Regions from separate parts of the Mus musculus genome. Here regions 1, 3 and 4 are each linked to region 2. The links are chromatin contacts, called in public HiChIP or PLAC-seq and promoter capture Hi-C maps. All regions are on one chromosome and are shown on one strand. The core of a region is the stretch at or near the end of the contact, and the rest is flanking DNA. Distances in the headings are between cores, read along the strand shown. Region 1 overlaps Daam2 (dishevelled associated activator of morphogenesis 2). Region 2 holds the start of Lrfn2 (leucine rich repeat and fibronectin type III domain containing 2). Region 3 holds the start of Kif6 (kinesin family member 6). Region 4 holds the start of Treml2 (triggering receptor expressed on myeloid cells-like 2).

The links. HiChIP or PLAC-seq counts read pairs in DNA pulled down with a chosen protein or histone mark. Capture Hi-C pulls out chosen DNA fragments and counts their contacts.
Region 1: an H3K4me3 HiChIP or PLAC-seq map of forebrain shows a contact between it and region 2, with 3 times the contacts expected there. The contact joins the enhancer-like site here to the promoter of Lrfn2 in region 2. A contact is called at or near these places in 5 of 39 promoter capture datasets (embryonic stem cells, hematopoietic stem and progenitor cells, liver and 1 more), 2 of 484 Hi-C or Micro-C datasets (cerebellar granule neurons and cerebellum) and 2 of 115 datasets of contacts at active chromatin or transcription factors (embryonic forebrain and forebrain).
Region 3: an H3K4me3 HiChIP or PLAC-seq map of forebrain shows a contact between it and region 2, with 5 times the contacts expected there. The contact joins the promoter of Kif6 here to the promoter of Lrfn2 in region 2. A contact is called at or near these places in 1 of 484 Hi-C or Micro-C datasets (cortical neurons), 2 of 115 datasets of contacts at active chromatin or transcription factors (astrocytes and forebrain) and 1 of 9 other capture datasets (liver).
Region 4: a contact with region 2 is called in a promoter capture Hi-C map of pancreatic islet. The contact joins the promoter of Treml2 here to the promoter of Lrfn2 in region 2. A contact is called at or near these places in 2 of 115 datasets of contacts at active chromatin or transcription factors (astrocytes and craniofacial prominence) and 1 of 9 other capture datasets (pancreatic islet).

The regions. Positions count from the first base shown.
Region 1 is chr17:49,516,991-49,521,532 of GRCm38.p6, reverse strand. The region is part of intron 1 of Daam2 (dishevelled associated activator of morphogenesis 2); the gene reads left to right. Among named protein-coding and RNA genes, the nearest start is that of Gm52301, 33 kb to the left of the region's middle. Within about 2 kb of position 1,777, at least 12 of the 459 cell types and tissues checked have an H3K27ac peak or open chromatin away from gene starts, as enhancers often do. A contact at or near this core is called in forebrain, where this site is marked.
Region 2 is chr17:48,929,494-48,934,323 of GRCm38.p6, reverse strand. It overlaps Lrfn2 (leucine rich repeat and fibronectin type III domain containing 2), which reads right to left and starts at 1,742. Exons shown (of 3, transcript NM_027452.3): 1 at 1,506-1,742.
Region 3 is chr17:49,612,557-49,616,943 of GRCm38.p6, reverse strand. It overlaps Kif6 (kinesin family member 6), which reads right to left and starts at 1,772. Exons shown (of 23, transcript NM_177052.3): 1 at 1,642-1,772. The coding sequence starts at 1,707.
Region 4 is chr17:48,298,775-48,303,001 of GRCm38.p6, reverse strand. It overlaps Treml2 (triggering receptor expressed on myeloid cells-like 2), which reads right to left and starts at 2,964. Exons shown (of 5, transcript NM_001033405.2): 1 at 2,406-2,964; 2 at 70-390. The coding sequence starts at 2,475.

The DNA of each region.
Region 1 (4,542 bases), core at 528-3,027, 590 kb before region 2:
CAGTATGGAGGCCTGATAATTTTTCACTGCGAGGCTGCAAGCAGCTGGTGTTGGGGTCAGTTACTCATAGGCCACCTTCATGGGAAGGTATATGAACAAGCCACTCGAACCATCATCTCCCCTTCTCATACTGTGGTCCATGCAGGCGTTCAGAGGCTGGTGACTGGGACATCTCTCTTGTGCTCCAGACTGCTCTGGGTAGCGTGTACCATGCAGTTTTTTGTGTAGATGCAACCACATCTTGGCGCTGCCTTTCTGATCCTGGCCATTGTCTATGGTAGTGTGCGATCCCACAGCCGTGCACAGCGTGGTGGATGAAGTGTAACTGTGTGTGTGTCAGGGGAAGGGGAGCCAGTAGGGCAGGGCCTCAGTTTGTGCCACAAAGGATGCCTGTTCTGGAGGCTGAGAGATACCTTGTCTGCGACTCGATGAGGAGTTATCACCTTTGAAGCCTTTAATACTTGACTAGGAGGAGATTGGGCAATAGGAACTTTGGGGACTGCCAATGGGATACGAGAAGATCCAGAACTGTTTGGGTCAGTAGAGACTTGTCCTGCAGAGAATTTGTTTATTCCTTGGCACACTGAGGTGCGCTTTCTGAGGCTCTGGTGCGCATGAGTCTACCCTGTTCTAGTTCTTGACAAAAAAGGCTGGGGGTTGGCAAGCAACCCAGCTTCGTTCTGAGACAGGCTATTGTTGAGAGGCATGCCATTATGCAGGGTCCCTTACTGTACTGTCCCCCCAGGCTGCCTCTGCTTTCCAGAAGCACCCTGGTGTTGCCCTTCTCCAGTATCTGAAACTTGCTCCTTCCCAGGCTGAGTTACATGTCAGCCACCGAGGCTCGCTTACATTGCATTCCACGGAGCATTCAGAAACATTGCTGTCCCTCCTGCCTGCTTTCCAGGAGAGTGCGTGCAGTAGGTTCCCACTGCTGTATCCTGACTATGTGCAACACGCGGCCCAGAGACAGGGGCATCTGAGCTGGGTGCCTGGGGACCAGTGCTGGGTTTTCTTCATTTCTTTCTGTCGTTATGCCTGGTGTCACATCTCTTCCTAGTTCATCCAGGGAGAGGGATGAACGCTTCGGGGAGTTGCTGACAGACTAGAACTTTCTGAGAAACTAGAGACATGAAAAGCCCCTGGTGGGAGAGGTACCCTTTGTGACTTGGTCAGTAGAGGCTCTTTTGCCCTTGGACTCTCAGCCCTCCCAAGCTAGCAGGGGCAGGGGGGCTCCATGGCTGATGGGAGGTGGTCTCTGAACGAGTGTCTCCATGCGTGAGACCTACAATCTTCCTTTCTCTGAGTGGGGACATGATGATGTCTGAGGGAAACAGACCTGCCTCTGTAGCTGCCTGGCTCAGGCAGCCGGCTGAGCTGGAGGGAGAGCAGGCCGCCTGGGAATAGCTGAGAAGCATGTAAAGACCTTAGGTCTACATCCTCCAAGGCCAGGATGTGGCGTGGGACCCAAGCAGGCAGAAGTTCCCACCGCTCGGCTGGAGAGCTCTTAAATACTCCAGACCCAGGCAGCATCTCTCTGCAGGAGGGTGGGGGAGAGACATTAGCTGCCTGGGTCCAAACCACATCAGGACCAGGACAGCTCTGCAGTCACACACCTCTGATATTTTTCTTCCACCTGGACAGCTGCCAGGGGCCCAGCATCACTTTGCTCTGATTTGGGGTGGGAAGAGTTAGCGATGAACCCTTTTAGGCCCTGCCTAAGGCAGCATAACACTGGCCTTCTCTAATTAGCAGTCATCTGCTTACTACATACCCAGGATTTGAGCCAGCACCTCTACACATATCACATTACATAGTTGCCTCATTTACGTAGGGCTAGAGACATCAAATGAGTTAACTGGGGCATGGGTATCACTTGTCTAAGCTCAGACAGTTGCTAAGTTAAGTTTCCTATATTTGTCTGTATTTCAAGGGCCTGTCATGGGCTGGGCAGAGATTCTGCTCACTTTGGACAGCAATGAAAGCTGAGGAAAATGTACAGCAACACATGCCTGGGCTTTCCTCGGCATCCATGAATGGGCTGTATCAGGTTGGATTCACTGGGTTTTTGAGGGTGGACTTGCTGATGAAAAGAGACGATAAATGCATACGCTATATGGTTTTTCAAGTGTGTGGGAAAATGGAGAGATGAGAGGTTGACAGAGCTGGGGAAGGGGAACCCTGAGGAGCCTCTCTGAGATGACCTTATAGATGGTGTGCGCTGTTGACGACACTGTGATGGGTAATCGTGGCTGTCAATGTGACGGTATTGAGAGGCACCTGGAAGACTGGTAGGCGTGGCCTAGCTCTGAGTGTGCCCATAAGGGTCTTTCTGAGTGACTTAACTAAGGTGACTAGAATGACCCTGAGTGGAGGCAGTGACATATCAAAGGGTGGGATCCCAGATAAGAGAAAAGGTAAAAAGGAGCCAGCCAAAGGCCCAGGCATCCTCTCTGTTTCCTAACTGACATGCTGAGAGCTGTTCTGTTCCGCCATGTTTTCCCCCACATTATGCTCAAACCCTCCGAGACTATGAGCCAAAACGAATCCTTCCTTCAGCTGACTCTCTTGGACATTTGATAAGGAATGAATATCTCTCATGCACACATGCATGTGCACGCACACACATGCATGTACACACACGCATGCATGCACCAACTTGGTGTTCAGGAGGTGCCAGAGACTTCTCCAGCGGCTACATGTCACTCCCTCATCCTCAAAGTTACCTGTTGAGGCAGATTATACTATTGTTCTAGTCTTCAGATTGGGGAAATTCCGGGTATTTGTCACTTTTCTCATGAGTGTGACAAATGAGTCAGCATAAGAAACTCAGGGAAGGAAAGGTTTATCTTGGTTCCAAGTTTCAATAGGACTTTCAGTCCACCATCACAAGGAAGGTCACTGACAACTAGAATGCCACAGGGCTGTTTCTTCGCACGGGACAGGATGCAGAGAAAGGATGTCACTAGAAGCAAGTGGGCACATTCTTCAAAAATCTTTCCCTAGCATCTCACCAGCATGACCCACCTGGCGAAGGCTCTACGGCTTATCAAAGCTCACCATGGGTTTGTAATCAAGTGTTCAAAAGGTATACCCGTGGACTCACTTCCAGACACACGGAGGCATAGGGAGCTAAACTGGCTTGCCAAACATGTCACAGATAAGAAGTGGCACAGGGGCCAGATTGCAGGTCTGCTGGCCCTGGTGTTTTAGCTTTTGACTGTGTGCTCCTTCCTAAGCTGCTGGGAGAGTAAATAGGTAGGAGGCTTCTGAGACCTCACCTGGACAGGCAACATTAATGCTTTGGGATGACTGTGTGGTAGCAGAACTGATACAGATATTCACTGACGCATGACTGGACATTCACTGACATTCACCAATGGGTTGAAAAAGATCAGATCTCTGGGCTTCTGAAGGTGGACCTGAGAGCTGATGCTGAAGAAGATGGGGGCTCTGAACACCTGTGGAGGGCTCAGTTTCCAGTGTCTCCTCTGAGAGGCGAGGGTGTGAGATGGCAGCCCCAGCAAATAGCTTCTTTACTATTACTGCCTTGGTATTGACAGAGAATGTCTCCCAGTTGTGTGTGTGTGTGTGTGTGTGTGTGTGTGTGTGTGTGAGAGAGAGAGAGAGAGAGAGAGAGAGAGAGAGAGAGAGAGAGAGAGAGAGAAGCTTAAATTCCACTATATATTAGAAGCCCTCAGGAGGGCTGTTAGCCATTGGCTCAACCAGGAATAAAGACCCACCGTGTGTGTTGCTGGTGGGCTCTGAATTCCCTTCCATCCCAGGGATGCAGCACAGCATCTTTCTTTGTCCTTCCAGTTGGATAGTGATTTTCTCTACCTGGTTGGGTAACTGTACTAGACAAAGCGATAACATCCTGCTTCATATTTTTAGCTTTTACTACACCATTAACATCGTGTTATTGATGTTAAAACATTAATTCTCAATAAAATGAAGGAGGAAACTCCAGCTCCAAACAGGCATGCCATGTGCATCTGGGTGGATCTGAGTTCATTCTCTCTCTCTCTCTCTCTCTCTCTCTCTCTCTCTCTCTCTCTCTCTCTCTCTCTCTCTCTCCCTCTCTCCCTCCCTCCCTCCCTCCCTCCCTCCCTCCCTTTTTTCTTCTTCTCTCTCTCTCTCTCTTTCTCTCTCTCTCTCAACAAATGTCTCAGTGGAAGGAACATTCTGAGATAGAGGCTGATGGAAGGGAAGGAAGCCAAGTTGGTGAGAGGTGACTAAGATGACCAGAAGTGGCAGGAGGCAAGCCAATGTCACAGGCTTTTTCAGACGTCCTGCTTCTCTTCGTTAAGATGCAGATTTGGAATTGCCTCTTTTAGAAAGCCCTTTCTGTTGTCCTCTTCACAATCAGCCTCCGTCTGGGAAGTTCTAACCAGGTGGACATAGCATTGGCTGCCCCTCCCTGCTCCCATCTCATGGCTGTCTTTCTCCTGTCACTGTGAGCCTCCTCTCTTGTGTCATCACTAGGCTTGTGCATGTATGTTCTTTCACGGGGTCCTTAGGAGACCATCGTGTGTCTGACACATA
Region 2 (4,830 bases), core at 493-2,992:
CAGTCCATGGGGGTGGGGTGGGGAGAGGAGCAGCACTGGGTCAGGAAGGCTTGACACTTTAAGCACAGGTCTTCCAGGCCCAACCCTCTCTCACTTTCTGCCTCTGACAGGCTCCCTAAACCCGTCCCACTGCCCTGTTGGCTGCATGGCTTGCTATTTTTCAACTCTGTCTGAACCCAGGACATGGGACAAAAGCCTAGTTTATTTGCTTGCATCCACCAGCCTTCCTGATGCTCAAGCAAGAGTTTCCACCAGGCCCCCGCCCAAGTGCATCAACCCACCTCTGTCCTGAAACCTGGAACTCCACAGCTAGCTTGGAGGTTACCTGGTTACTTTCTTCCTTAGCTGGGTTTCCACTCTGCCCCAGGGGTCAGATCTTTCAAGCCACAGACAGACAAACAGACAGACAGACATGGACAGACACAGACAGACAGACAGACAGACACACATGCAAATGCACTGCTTTAACCAGGACAGAGGGCTAACATTTCTAGGCATGCATGTGGCTCCAGCTCAGAGGGACAGGCTCTGACAGCCCTCTCCCTGCAGGTGTCTGTCCGTCTGCAGCTGTTTCTGAGTGTACTTGGCATGAGTCGTGCTCGGTTCCTCTGCAGGCTTTGCCTGATTCCTGCTCTCTCTCTCTCTCTCTCTCTCTCTCTCTCTCTCTCTCTCTCTCTCTCAATCTCTCTCTCTTTCGATGATGTCTGGACTCCTTTCCCTGGAACCCAACGCTTCTGTCCTTTGTGCTCTCTGTGGGGAAGGTGGGGAGCAAGGCACTGCCCTCCTCCTGGGAGCTGTCTGCTGGTCTCGGTCTCAATTCTTGCTCAGGCCAGCCTTAGAAGCAGGGCAGGGCTGAGTGAGAGACAGAGGACTACCAACATGGGCATGGCTAACACCGGCTTACATACTGCTTTATCATGGCATTCTCAGCAACCCGAGTGGGCACACAGAGTCCTCCTGATCTTGGTTAGATCTGCCTGAGGCCAGGATAGGGTCCCTGCAACCATGCCTCCCTCCCCTCCTCCACGGCACTCCATCGCTGCCCCCCCCCCTGTCTCCACCCCACCCGTCCAGGAACCAAGCTCCTGAAGACCCCAGAATAGTCACCCAGACCTCAGCACCGTCCTAGCCAGGCCTGGCATGTGCTAACACGCAACAGCATGGTCTAGCGGCAAAGTTCTGCATTCAAGGATTGCCTTTGTAGGAGACTGAGGTCTCTTTCTCCAGCTTCCAAGCCTAACCCAGACCGGTCTGAAGCCTCACCAGGACCCGCTCTCCTCCCTCCCCATCAGTTTCTCCCCTTCCCCCACTCTATCAAAACACAATATAGAAGGAAGGATGGAATAGAGAAGGCATCCACAGGAGTCTATAGGATGGAGGAAGTCCGCAAGTGAGGCAGGAAAAGAGGCAAAGTTCCCCTGTTCCCCCAGGTGCGCACATCCCTGCGCCCATCTCCCGCGGACACCCAGCGTCGCCAAGACGCAGCAGCAGCGACAGCCACTCACCTGGGCAAGGCGGCATCTACCCGTGGCGGGGAGGCTCCAAGGCCGGCTCCGCAGGGCGCCCGGGCTCCTTGGCTCGGCCACGCATCCTTCCTGGCCGGAGACAGGCTCACGCTAAGCGCTCCAGCTGCAGCGATCCAGCGAAGGCAGGCAGATGGTGGCCTCGGACCATCCACGCGGGGAGAGCCCTGAGCAGCTTATTCAGTTATATCCATGGCATTTAGCAAGAAGAAGGGGCGGGAGGGGGAGTACAACTTGTGCTCTTCTCTTCCAGATTTTAAAAAAATAAGGGGGAAAAAGGATAAAAAAAGATAATCCCTTCTAGGAAGATGAGGGTAGGATTTTCCTTGTTGAAGAACCCCCCTGGCATCCCCAGGAACCTGCAGCCTCTTGGAATGTGGGATGTCTTCAAGTTCAGACCAGTCTGTCGTGTGTGTGTGTGTGTGTGTGTGTGTGTGTGAGCAAGGCACTCACACCCACAGGCACACACACACATACACTCCCCCGCACTCCCCGCATGCACACCACTGGCCCCCCCCACGCGTGCGCGCAAAGCGCTCTCTCTCTCTCTCTCTCTCTCTCTCTCACACACACACACACACACACACACACACACACACACACGCAGCGGTCGCACGCACGGATCTGTGAGGATGCTGTGCGGGTTATGCAGGCAGCTGCGGCCAGCGGTGCAGACAGCCTTAGAAACCCAAGGCGCCCCAGGACTCCGAGGCAGAGCGAAGCGCTCTGTCCCCGCCGGGCTCTCCAGCACTGCAGCCCCCAGTGGCCGCTGGCGGAGCTGCAGTAGCTCCGGACCCCAGATCCTGCTTCAGCCGGGATCCACAGCCCCGGAGGATCCTCGGTTCTAGCAGCGTTGGTTCGGAGTAAATGGGTTGGAACTGCAGCCCAGCGGGGCCGCGAGCCCTGAGAACCCCGAGGACCCGCTTGATCCGCCGCGCAGTGACACGACAGCTCCTGCGCACGGTTATCCCCGCGGCCAGGTCGAGTCCGTACTGCCGCCTCTCGTGCAGAGTACGCCTTGCACACAGCTACCAGCCCGCCGCCTGCTGGAGGAAAATTGGACCGCGTTGGCTCGGGGCTGCGGGTGGGGTTGGTGATGGGAGGATCGTGCCCACCCAGCCCTGAACCCAGCTAGGAGCCATCACTTTGGCTCCTATAGCAACCCGTGCTAGTTGCACACGACACACACGACAGACTTTTCCTGAACATTTCAAGACTGTCTAGGCGAATGGAAGCTCTTGTTTGACAGCCCAGCAGACCATCCTCCTCCACCCACCCTCACGTGACATAGTACGATTCCGAGGTTCTAGATTAAAGCGAAATGTCTAAGGCACGTGGTAGGTAGCAGAGTAATCACTCTGGGCTGGTCGTAGGCTTAGAATCACCAAACTAGTTCAGCAGAGTCTTAGTGGCCTCTGGGCTCTCAGTGGCCAGTTTCTGGGGAAGGTAAGCCTAGGGTTTGAAGTGCCGCCGTATATTTCCCTGTAGAGGACATGAACTGGGGAATGCCGATGTTGCTCCAGCTCTTAAAACCAAGGGCAAAGAGCATGCCTCGATTCATGTCTGCTTTCGCTTGTTCCGTGCACCTGTCCCAGATACCCACAGGGAGGCACATGTGTCATGTGGATTATGTCTCTGTGGTCCAACAGTGGCTCGGCTAGACAGGGCTGTACAGAAGAACCTGTCTCTTGCCTATCTGGGCACCCCAGCTGGGTGCATACCTACTGAGGCGCAAACAGCGAGGGAGGTCTCCTGCAGGGCAGGAAGGAAACTGTCAGATTGGTACGCCACAAAGACCCTTGGTGACAAGCTCTTCCCTGCAAAGATTCTGGGTAGCCTGACAGAAAGGAGGTATGGTTAGGATGCAGCTCAGGGTGTAAGGGGTGGGCTGGCCCTGGAAAGAGGGAAGGTGACTCCAGGAAAGAGGCAAGCAGGAGCAGTGGTAGAGGTGGGAAAGAGAGGAAGACATGAATTGCTGAACCTGAGAGAACATGAAGAAAAGAAGGGGACACAGGGGCAGGAAAGAGGCACCTGCTCAGAGCATTCCTCTTTGGTTACCTGGGTTTTGCATAGTGTCATAATTAAGAACTATATTACTATAATGAACATAATAATTTAAAAATGAAACTAAATAGAATAATTTTTAAGGTGGATAGAGTGGAGAGGGCATGCAGTCTGAGGTAATGTCTGAATTCTCCCGATGGGGCGGGGCTGAAGGCTAGACTACTCTAAGTAGACTCATCTATGAAAAGATGGCACTGGAAGAGCAAGGTTAGGCACAGGACCGGACAGAGCTGCATTGAGAAAAGGAAAGATGTTAGAAAGACAAAGACAGAATGGAAGGAAACAATAAAGAAACACTGGGTGTGGGACAGGGCACAGCTAAGACCTCGTTCCTGGAAGAAAGCCAACACAGCTACTCTAAAAGAGACAGAACCCAGGTCCTGAGTAATTTAAAGGATAATTCTATAGGGATTGCCTCAGCATGAACTGAGTTTGGGGACTGGACTTAGATGTCCTAGGAGTTTACTGTGGTTTTGAGATGTGTGATAGACACAGTGAGTCTCTCCCCTTACAGGGGTTGAATGTGTCTAAGACATTTCCAGCTGGAGGGACCTCTGAGCATCCTTGGAAGATGGGTGAGGTCCTGTATGTATGTAGGGAGATCAAGAGATAACCACTCTGCTGCCTATCTCTCTGCCCATGGGCCAAATGAAGACTTCTTGGGTCCTTGGGCGAACCCAAAAGGTTATATAAGAGTAGCTGCCTGGCTACCAACCACAGAGGTCAGCCAAGGGTAACTGAGGGTCATTCATTCTATGTATGTGGGAGGCGGAGGGGGCTGCACATAAGCCGTGTGTCAATAGATTCTTCTCTATGCCCACTCTTCTGAATAGCATGTGACAAACAGCTTCAAACCTCTGTCTTCTGTTTTCCTGGTCCTTTGCTGTGGCTAGACACCCCCCCCCCGCCCTGGAATCACCATGCTAAGTATATTAATATATTTTTAGCCTCTTTGTACTTTGTTTTCAAAGCTAAGATACTGAGATGCATATCCAGAAACGACTGCCCAGAGAATGCCCACTGGACAGACACTTTTAGATACATACAAGCATTCTTCTCCATTTCTGGGTGGTGGAGGATGGCTTGTGCTACATGCTGAACTTTAAGACTGTCCTCCACTCTTTAGTAAGACTCCAAACCCACTGTGGAGAAGGGTCAGGCTCGTTCCCACCCAGCAGCCACTGCTCTCCTGGGATGCCTCACTCACTTGTCCGCATGTCTGCATCTCTTGGCTTTCTGGCTG
Region 3 (4,387 bases), core at 523-3,022, 680 kb before region 2:
CAAAACTCTCCTACATATAAAATAAAAAGCAAGTTTTTAATGACTAATTTTTTTCTTTGGAGTCTTTTCCCATAACTTCTCCTGAATGTTTGTCATGAGATAAAGGGCCACTGCTGCTGCTGATGGCAGAGATATTATAATCTCTTTGTTTTAAGAATGTAAATTACCACCGGGCAGTGGTGGCGCACACCTTTAATCCCAGCACTCGGGAGGCAGAGGCAGGTGGATTTCTGAGTTCGAGGCCAGCCTGGTCTACAGTTTGAATTCCAGGACAGCCAGGGCTATACAGAGAAACCCTGTCTCAACAAACAAACAAACAAACAAACAAACAAACAAACAGAACGTAAATTACCAGAGACAGATTCTAAATTATAAGATGACATAATGTTACATGTTTACATACACACAACACTGAAACAGAATAGAGACAAAACATTGTTAACTGTACACTTATTCTACACATTTATAAATACGAACCAAATTGCCTGAATATTCACTTTGGGAGTCAGAAAAAGCGTGTGTGTGTGTGTGTGTGTGTGTGTGTGTGTGTGTGTGTGTGGTGTGGTGTGTGTGTTGGGGGGGTTGTTTGTTTTCTGAAGAGAAAATGTTATCTTCAAAAGCCTTAATGAAAACTAAACTCAGTGCCTTGCACCCCACAAATAAGAGGCAGGTTTGGATGGGAGAGGGAGAAAGATGAGTGGGGACATGGAGAGAGTTCAAAAGCAATTAAAGTTCTTGATACAGATGCAAAATTAACATTTCAAACTAAATGCAGGAGTAGTGGTGAACACCTTTAATCCCAGCGTTTCAGGGGCAGAGGAAGACAGATCTCTCTGAATTCAAGTTCAACCTGGCATAGTGAGACCCTGTCTCAAGACGAACAAACAAATTAAAATTAAAAGTCAGTTCCTGCTATTCACAAGCTGGGCACCCTGGCCATTTTACTTAACCTGTCACACAGTGTCCTCATGTGTAAAATGAGGACATTGACAAGAGTCCCCAGCAGAGGACCAGAAATAAGCCAGAAAAGTCAACTGGGGAGTGGTGGTTTCTCCAAACAGCAGCTGTGACCATGCTCACTCTGGAGGCAGAGAGGGAACGCCTATCTTCACCACCTTGGCAAACTTCTGGATTTCGTACACACCTCAAGAAGGCTGATCAGTGCTTTTCGGGGAGTGGAACATGTTTCTTGTGTGGGGACACATGGCACACTTAACAATGAATGCACGTCGAAACAACAACAAAGCGAAACAAAGGAAAACCCCTAACAGCAAAGCAGTTAGGTAAGAAAACCAGCAGGCCACGAAGTCAAGTGTGTGCACGTTTCTGAAATTGTGTAATCCTGCTAGGAGGGTGCATCACAATACTTGCCCACTGGTCGCCCTACTGGGGACAGGTCAGCCCCTGTTGGGAGCTCCGTGTGCAGGGCTGGGAGGCAGTGATCCAGAAGAGTGCAAGAAATACAGAGCAGGTGAGTGTGCAAACATGTCCACGTGCACGAGTGTGCTAGAGTGTGCTCACGTGTACGGGGCGCGGGGCTGAGGTTGTGGGCGGGCTCCGTCCTCCCTCGGGGCTGCAGTGTGCGTGACCGCCCCGCGCCGACTGCCCCACACGACCCACACCCGGCCCGATGGTCCGTACCCCTTGCTGCTGCTTCCGCACGGTGGGCTTCACCCTAGCGAAAATCTGGATCGTCTGCTTCACCATCACCAGCGGAGACTCCGCACTGACCCTTGACCTTTCCGAGTCCGGACCACCTAAAACTTCCTATTCCCACCTCCCGCAGACACCGCTGCCCTAGCAACAGTAACCAAAGATGCTACCCAAGCAGCACCGCGGCCCCGGGTTCCCGCCTCCTATCCCTAATTGGTCGTGGACTAAAAGGAGGGGCTGAGGGGCGGGACCGAGCAGGGATCGCCGCGCATGTCCGTGGGAGATGCTCTTGGGATGTGGGTTAAAGAGTTTGCAAGCCCGAGTGTGTCTATTTCCTTAACAAGTCCTTCCGCATTCCTTAACTCCTGTACGTCTCTCTGAAGTCAGTCTGCCGTTTATCACGCATTGCAGAAATGACCTTTTTTGGTTGAGATTCCCAAGCTGCTCTGAGTTCACTGGGAAACCATTGTGTGATAAAGCAGGTTCTCAACAGAAAAATCCCAGCCCGAGGGCAAGGGCAGTGCTGAGCTCCCTGTGAAGAGACTGGTTCCCATGTGAAACGTCTGGAAATGATGAGTTCCTGGGAGACAGCCTCCGAAAGCGTGCCCAGCCTCTACTCACCAGGAAAATGCAAATTAAAACCAAACTGCAATGTGACACAGACTGATAGTGGCTGAAAACTTTGTGATATACGTACATATGCATATACATGCACATATATACATATACATGTATACATGGGACATATATGTGTGTGACATATATCATATACATACATATACACACATATATGTACACATGTGTGTGTAGGGGGGGACAATACCAGGTGCCAATGAAGATGGAGGCGGGGGAGGGAGATGAATCACCCTTGGTTCACTGGTGAAGTGGGTAGTATAAAATACTACAACCGCATTGAAAAAAGGAAGTTTGGCTATTTTTTTTTTTGTTGTTGTTGGTCTTAAACAGGATCGCACAGTGTAGTCTATAATGATCCCCACCTCACCATCCTTTTCCATCAGAATCCCAAGTTCTGAGGGCACCTTCATTTCCTTCTTCAATTTGTCTGGGTTTTGCTTTTGGTTTTTGTTTTCCCAGAGAACGGAAGGTACAGCTACTTTGAGACCCACCAGCTGCACTTTGGGGACATTTAACCCAGAGAAATGAAAACTTGTGTTCACAAGAAAACCTGTGTGCGTTTTCTTAATTGGCGATAGTCCCAACCTACAGGCAAAGCAGAAGTCCTTAGAAAACCGTTTTAAAATGAATGAACCATTGATAATATGCAATAGCCTGAATGAACCCCCAGAATTAAAACAAAATCAGAAGTTAAATATTGAATGAGTCTCTTTATGTAACATTCTCTGCACATATATATGCAGAGTCAAAACAAGGGAGGGATTTCACAGTACCAAGTGTTGGCACAGATGCAGAATATCTAGAACTCCAGTTGTAAGTAAGACAAGATGCACCCAACACTTAAAAAAAAAAACAGCCTTAGAGTTTCTTATAAAGTTAAGCATACCCACATCACATGGTCCAAAACAAAAGCACAGACACCTCGAGAGGAATTTTCATGGCAGCCTCACTAACAATCACCCAAAACTAGACGCAAAATCTTCTGTCCTTACAGACAAACAGCTGGTGCAGTCTGTTCAGTAAGAGTGGACTCCCGGTACCTATAGCTACGGCTCAAATGTTTTATGTCCAGAGAAGGATGATGCCAGCATCCACAGTTACATGCCGTCTAATGCCATATATACGATGTCCTAGATAAAGGAAACCCCTAAGGATCAAAACAGATGAATGCTTGCCAAGGCTGGAGTAGGAAGTGGAGTGGACTGCAAAGGAGCATGGGAGTGCCTGGAGTGAGTGTGTCTGTGAGGGGCTTCTGAGAGGGTTAGCTGAAGACCTCTCTGAGTGCAGGAAACATCCAATCCTGAACTGAACGGAAGTGGAAAGAAGAAAGTGAGATGGATACCAGCATCCATCTTTGTCTTCTTCCTGATCTTTCCAGATGTGAGCAATCACCCTTACTTTTCGGCCACCACAGCCAGGAGCTGTTCTCATTGCTGTGCCTTCGCCACCAAGAAGGGCCATAACCTTAAACCACGCTCCAAAATAAAATGTTCCTCAAGCTGCTTCTTGCCAAGTGCTTGGCCACAGCAACAATAAAACTAATGGCTAACACCTTCTGTGTGTGTGTGCATGTGGGTGCATGCACACTCATATTGTGCATGTGTGTGTGGGATATGTGTTCATACATATGAAAAACATATGACAACCTTGGCTATCATTCCTCAAGAGCCATCCACCTTGTTTTTTGAGACAAGCTCTCACTGCCTAGAATTTAAGGAGTGGCCTAGACTAGCTGGCCAATGAGCCCCAGGCTTCTATATACCATCATCTCCCTTACTCTGGGATTATAAGCATATGCCATTATGCCAAACTTTTTAAAAAAATATATTCTGGGGCCAGAACCAGAACCTCACAACCACATTCCCAGCTAAAGGATGTCCCCAGCCCTGTAAATACAGCCTTCTAAAGAGCAGAAGCTACCATTCAAGTGCTTAGAAGACATAATGAGAAGTGAAATTCTATAGCTCCTGGTGCCATACCTGTGATGCACAAACTTTAAATGGGCAGATAAAGACAATAGGCATTGTGCTGAAACACCCCACAAAATCCACAAGCATTCACACTCCAAATGGAAAAGGCATGGCATTGCCTGAAGACA
Region 4 (4,227 bases), core at 1,715-4,214, 630 kb after region 2:
AGGATGTACACAGCAAAGAACCATTGTTCCATGATCCCGCCCGTCCAGGCTCTGCGCAGGTCTGCTCACCTGGATACACTTCCAGTTGGAAACCCACCAAAGGGTAGAAATGCCCAGCCGTGTTACGCATACACCAGTATCGTCCGGAGTCCTGAACTCTGAGAGCTTCCATGGTGATACGGACTACCTTGACCTTGGCATCATCCCGCAGAGAGTAGCTGGGACCCCTCACCCAGCTCCGGGTGAAGTTGTGGTCGCACTTCTTCTTCTTGACTTTGCACCAAGACTTGGCCTCAACTAAGTTCCGGCGGTTCTTGTAGGAGCACTGCACAGACAGGGTCTCGCCTTCACGCCGCCACACTTTCCTGTACAGGTTCTCATTGGAGTGACCTGGGGAGACAGGACTTTTCTGACCAAGGTCGGCCGAGAAAGAAGGCATCTTGAAAATGGAAGCTGGGGGTGAAAGGAGAGAGGGATGCTGCCCTGACTTCCCTGGAGCTCAGTGTGAGGCAAGAACATAGCCGGACCCTCCGAGAATCTGTCACAGAGAAACACAGCACCTCTAACCCCCAGAAGGTCTGCTCTGAGTCTGATGGAAGAGGCCCCCAGTTCAATGAGGGACACACTCCTAACACAAGAGCTCCACCAGACATAGTCTTGTTCCTCTGGATGTTTTCCACTCTTCAGGGATGCTCAGGATTTCAAGATCAATCCAGACCCTGCCTTCGGGGAGACAGATGCAGACACAACAGCTCATCAAGCTCTGGAACCAGAGAGCACAAACTACAGAGGCCAAGAGAAGGTCCCAGTATCCGGAAAAATGATGAAGAATTATTTCTCCCAATAGTAGTCTCCCTTCCTCTTTCTCTCCTACCTGGACACTCTCTTCTTTATGTCTTGTTTGGGGTTGTGGGGAACACCATGCCTCGTATCTCGAGCAGGGTAGGCAAGCACTCTAACCACTGAGCCACACCCCTGCCCCTATTGGATACCTTTTAAGTAGCACTCTCCATGGTCCTTAATTTTTAAATACCCTATATTAACACACAGATTAAGCACACCACACACACTTAAGTCCCATGGATGAGCCAGCCAACAGATACAGTATTCACTGTCCATCCAACTTTTTGTCATCGGGACTTGACTTTGACATCTGTAGATGCACCAGGCAAATCATGGCTGTGCCAGGATGCTTGGGGCCTGCGGACCACAGGCTGGCCATGGATGGTAGAGTCTCTATACCTAGGAGTGAGATGTGGCCCAAGCCTGTAATAGCATGAAGGAGACTGAAATAGGGGGATCCTGAGTTTAAGACTAGCCTGGGATACCTAGTGAGATCAGGCTAGCCTGGAAACAAAATCCCATCTCTAATTTGTACCTGTAACACCAGGGATGGGTTTGGGGGGGGGGGCAGGGAAGGGGGAAGGGGATGGACTGGAGTGCATACACGTGTGTGTATAACACACACAGAGAGAGAGAGAGAGAGAGAGAGAGAGAGAGAAAGAGACAGAGACAGAGAGACAGAGAGAATGAATATGAATGAAGACATGAATGAGTTCTGTGCCCTTCATAATCCAGTCTGTTGAAGAAAGCAGAGCAGGGCAATTCAAGAGATGGAGGGAGGGAGAGGGTACAGTGAAGACCCAGAAGCCACCTGCCCTTGTTTCCAACAGCTTGTAGCTGAAGCTCTAAGGTCTGTTCCTCCCTTGCCAAGTAAACAGAACAGAACAGGCCTCGAATTCACCTCGGCTCAGCCCAGGGTTTCGAGACCCTTCTCCCTGCAGAGTGGCAGAGACCTGGAAGAAGCCTTTTGGGGTCCCAGGTTCGTTTGTGCCCATGTATTTTCTGTCACTTGGTGAAGGGAGGGTTTGCCAGCCCTTACTCTAGCCAGAACAGAACAGGAAGTGGTAAGCGGTTGCCTCGGCAGTCAGGAAGGTCGAAACCAGTGAGCCCCTTGCAGAGTAGCCTCTAGTTGGGAAGGGCCTTTGGGGATTGGTTCCCTTCCAGTCAGAGCTGAGGGACCGGATGTGGCATCAGCATTCCGAGAAAACGAAATTTAAAGTGTGCAGACTTGATACAAGAACTCATACTGGCACCAGTCAGACAAAGGCCAAACAGAGGTCATTTCTGTGAGAAAATTAAATGCTCATTCTTCGTTACAAGGGAACCCACTAGATGAAGGCCAATATAGAGGATACAGCTACATCTTAGCCTGTCTAAGCTCTGCCTGGGGCCAGATATTAGCAGGGGACATTCTCACTGGTCTCTGGTAAAGACCGGTCAGCCCACCCTCCTTCCCCAACCCACAAAACATTAAGATAGTGGAACAAGAAGAGGCAGTGTGGGGTAGACAGGGGAAGTAGTCTTTCTCTTCTACCAACCCCACCCCCACCCCTGCCTCTCACCTGAGACACAGCCCTGTAGCCACAGCAGCAGCAGCAGCAACAGCAGGAACGTAAGAGGCCATGGCTCCATCCAGATGCAATGTCACAGTCAGCCCGGGGATCGAGGGGCAGGACCCACACTGATCCCAGGCATGCCACCTGACCTCCCAGGGTTGGACGGCAGGCTCTGAAAAACCACAGTTGCCTGTTTGGGGAAGTGAGCCCCTGTGGCACACAATGCCCCCAGTGGAGCCTATCACAATTGTGGGGAGAGAAAGTGAGGGTGAGGGCGAGGGCGGGAGCTGTCTGTTTCCGCCCTCTTCCTCAGAACTTCAGGCAGGTGTGGCTGCTCCACCCTGTCTTGGGGCCCCTGGGCCAGAGAAAACTCCAGAACCCCACAATGTCTGTGATTCTCTGCAGAAAACTGGATCCATCTGGGGTGTCTCCTCATTCACAGCAGCTGGTCCTCCACTCGGGGAACTGGAGGAGAGGCTTCTGGAACATTCTGTAGAGACTTCATGGGATCTTCTGGGTTCTGAGATTCAGGAGCAGGTGCTCTCTGGCAGGCCTTGACATACTCCTTCAGAAGGAAGGTCTTTAGTCTGGTAAAATGGACTCCTTCAGTCACCCTGACCCTCCTCTGTCCAGGCTAGTCACTTCAGTCACTCCTGCTCACAGTTGCAAATAACCTCTCACGGACTCACGTGCGGGCTTATTTTTGTCATGGGGGAAACAAGATGCAAATTTTAAAATTCTCTCTCTCTCTCTCTCTCTCTCTCTCTCTCTCTCTCTCACACACACACACACACACACACACACACACACACACGTGCGCGCAGCCTCTCCCTCTCCCCTCTCCTCCCCTCTCCTCTCCCCTCTCCCCTCTCCTCCCCTCTCCTCCCCTCTCCCCTCTCCCCTCTCCCCTCTCCCCTCTCCCCTCTCCCCTCTCCCCTCTCCCCTCTCCCCTCTCCCCTCTCCTCTCTCCCCTCTCCCCTCTCCCCTCTCCCCTCTCCTTCTCCCTCTCCCTCTTCCCGTATTTCCCTGGCTCTGTTTTTCCTGGTCCTAAGTCACCCAGCAATTTTCTCTAGCCTTCCACTGCTCCAAGGCTTCCAGGCTTCTTGAAGTGAGGTAAACCTTCCCCTCCCCCACCTCCTCTCAAATGACCCCGCCCTCAGAGCCCCTCCCTCCCCTTGTTCTGCAGGCTTAGGCCACCTTGGAGCACACAGTTCTGTCTCTTCAACTTCCTCCCCTCAACCATATCTCTCTTCTACAGCCACCCGGCTCTAGCTAAAATGACCCAGCATTTGGCCCAAGACTCCACCCATCCCTCTGTCTCCAAAGAATCAAAAGACTCTACTGATGTCCAACAGCTGTGCAACCTGCTCTTGTGGATTATGGAGGCTCAGGGGACTCCGTGATTATATGGGATCCCTCTACTTGTTTAGGACACTGAACAAAAAGTTCTGCCATTTGCACAGCCAAAGTCTTTACACGAACTTGAACTCCCAAGTCCCAGACCAAAGGAATTGTAGTTTTGCTCTCTTCAAATTTCTCACATTTTAAACTCATTCATTCATTCATTCATTCATTCATTCATCCATCCATTCATTCATTAGTTCTTACAGTGTGCTTGCTCTGCATGGCCCTGAACACTATGGGGAAAGGATGAAAGGGCTCTGATGTGACATTCAAAGGGACACTGAGACACATTATCTTTTGAGGGAGAGAAATGTATTTAATACTGTGAACAGAAGTTCCTGGAAAGATCTGCACCTGATGTTGAACCTTCTAGGAGGCTGACTGACTGACTAGAATGTCAGTTGACACATTTAGGACTCTGTTT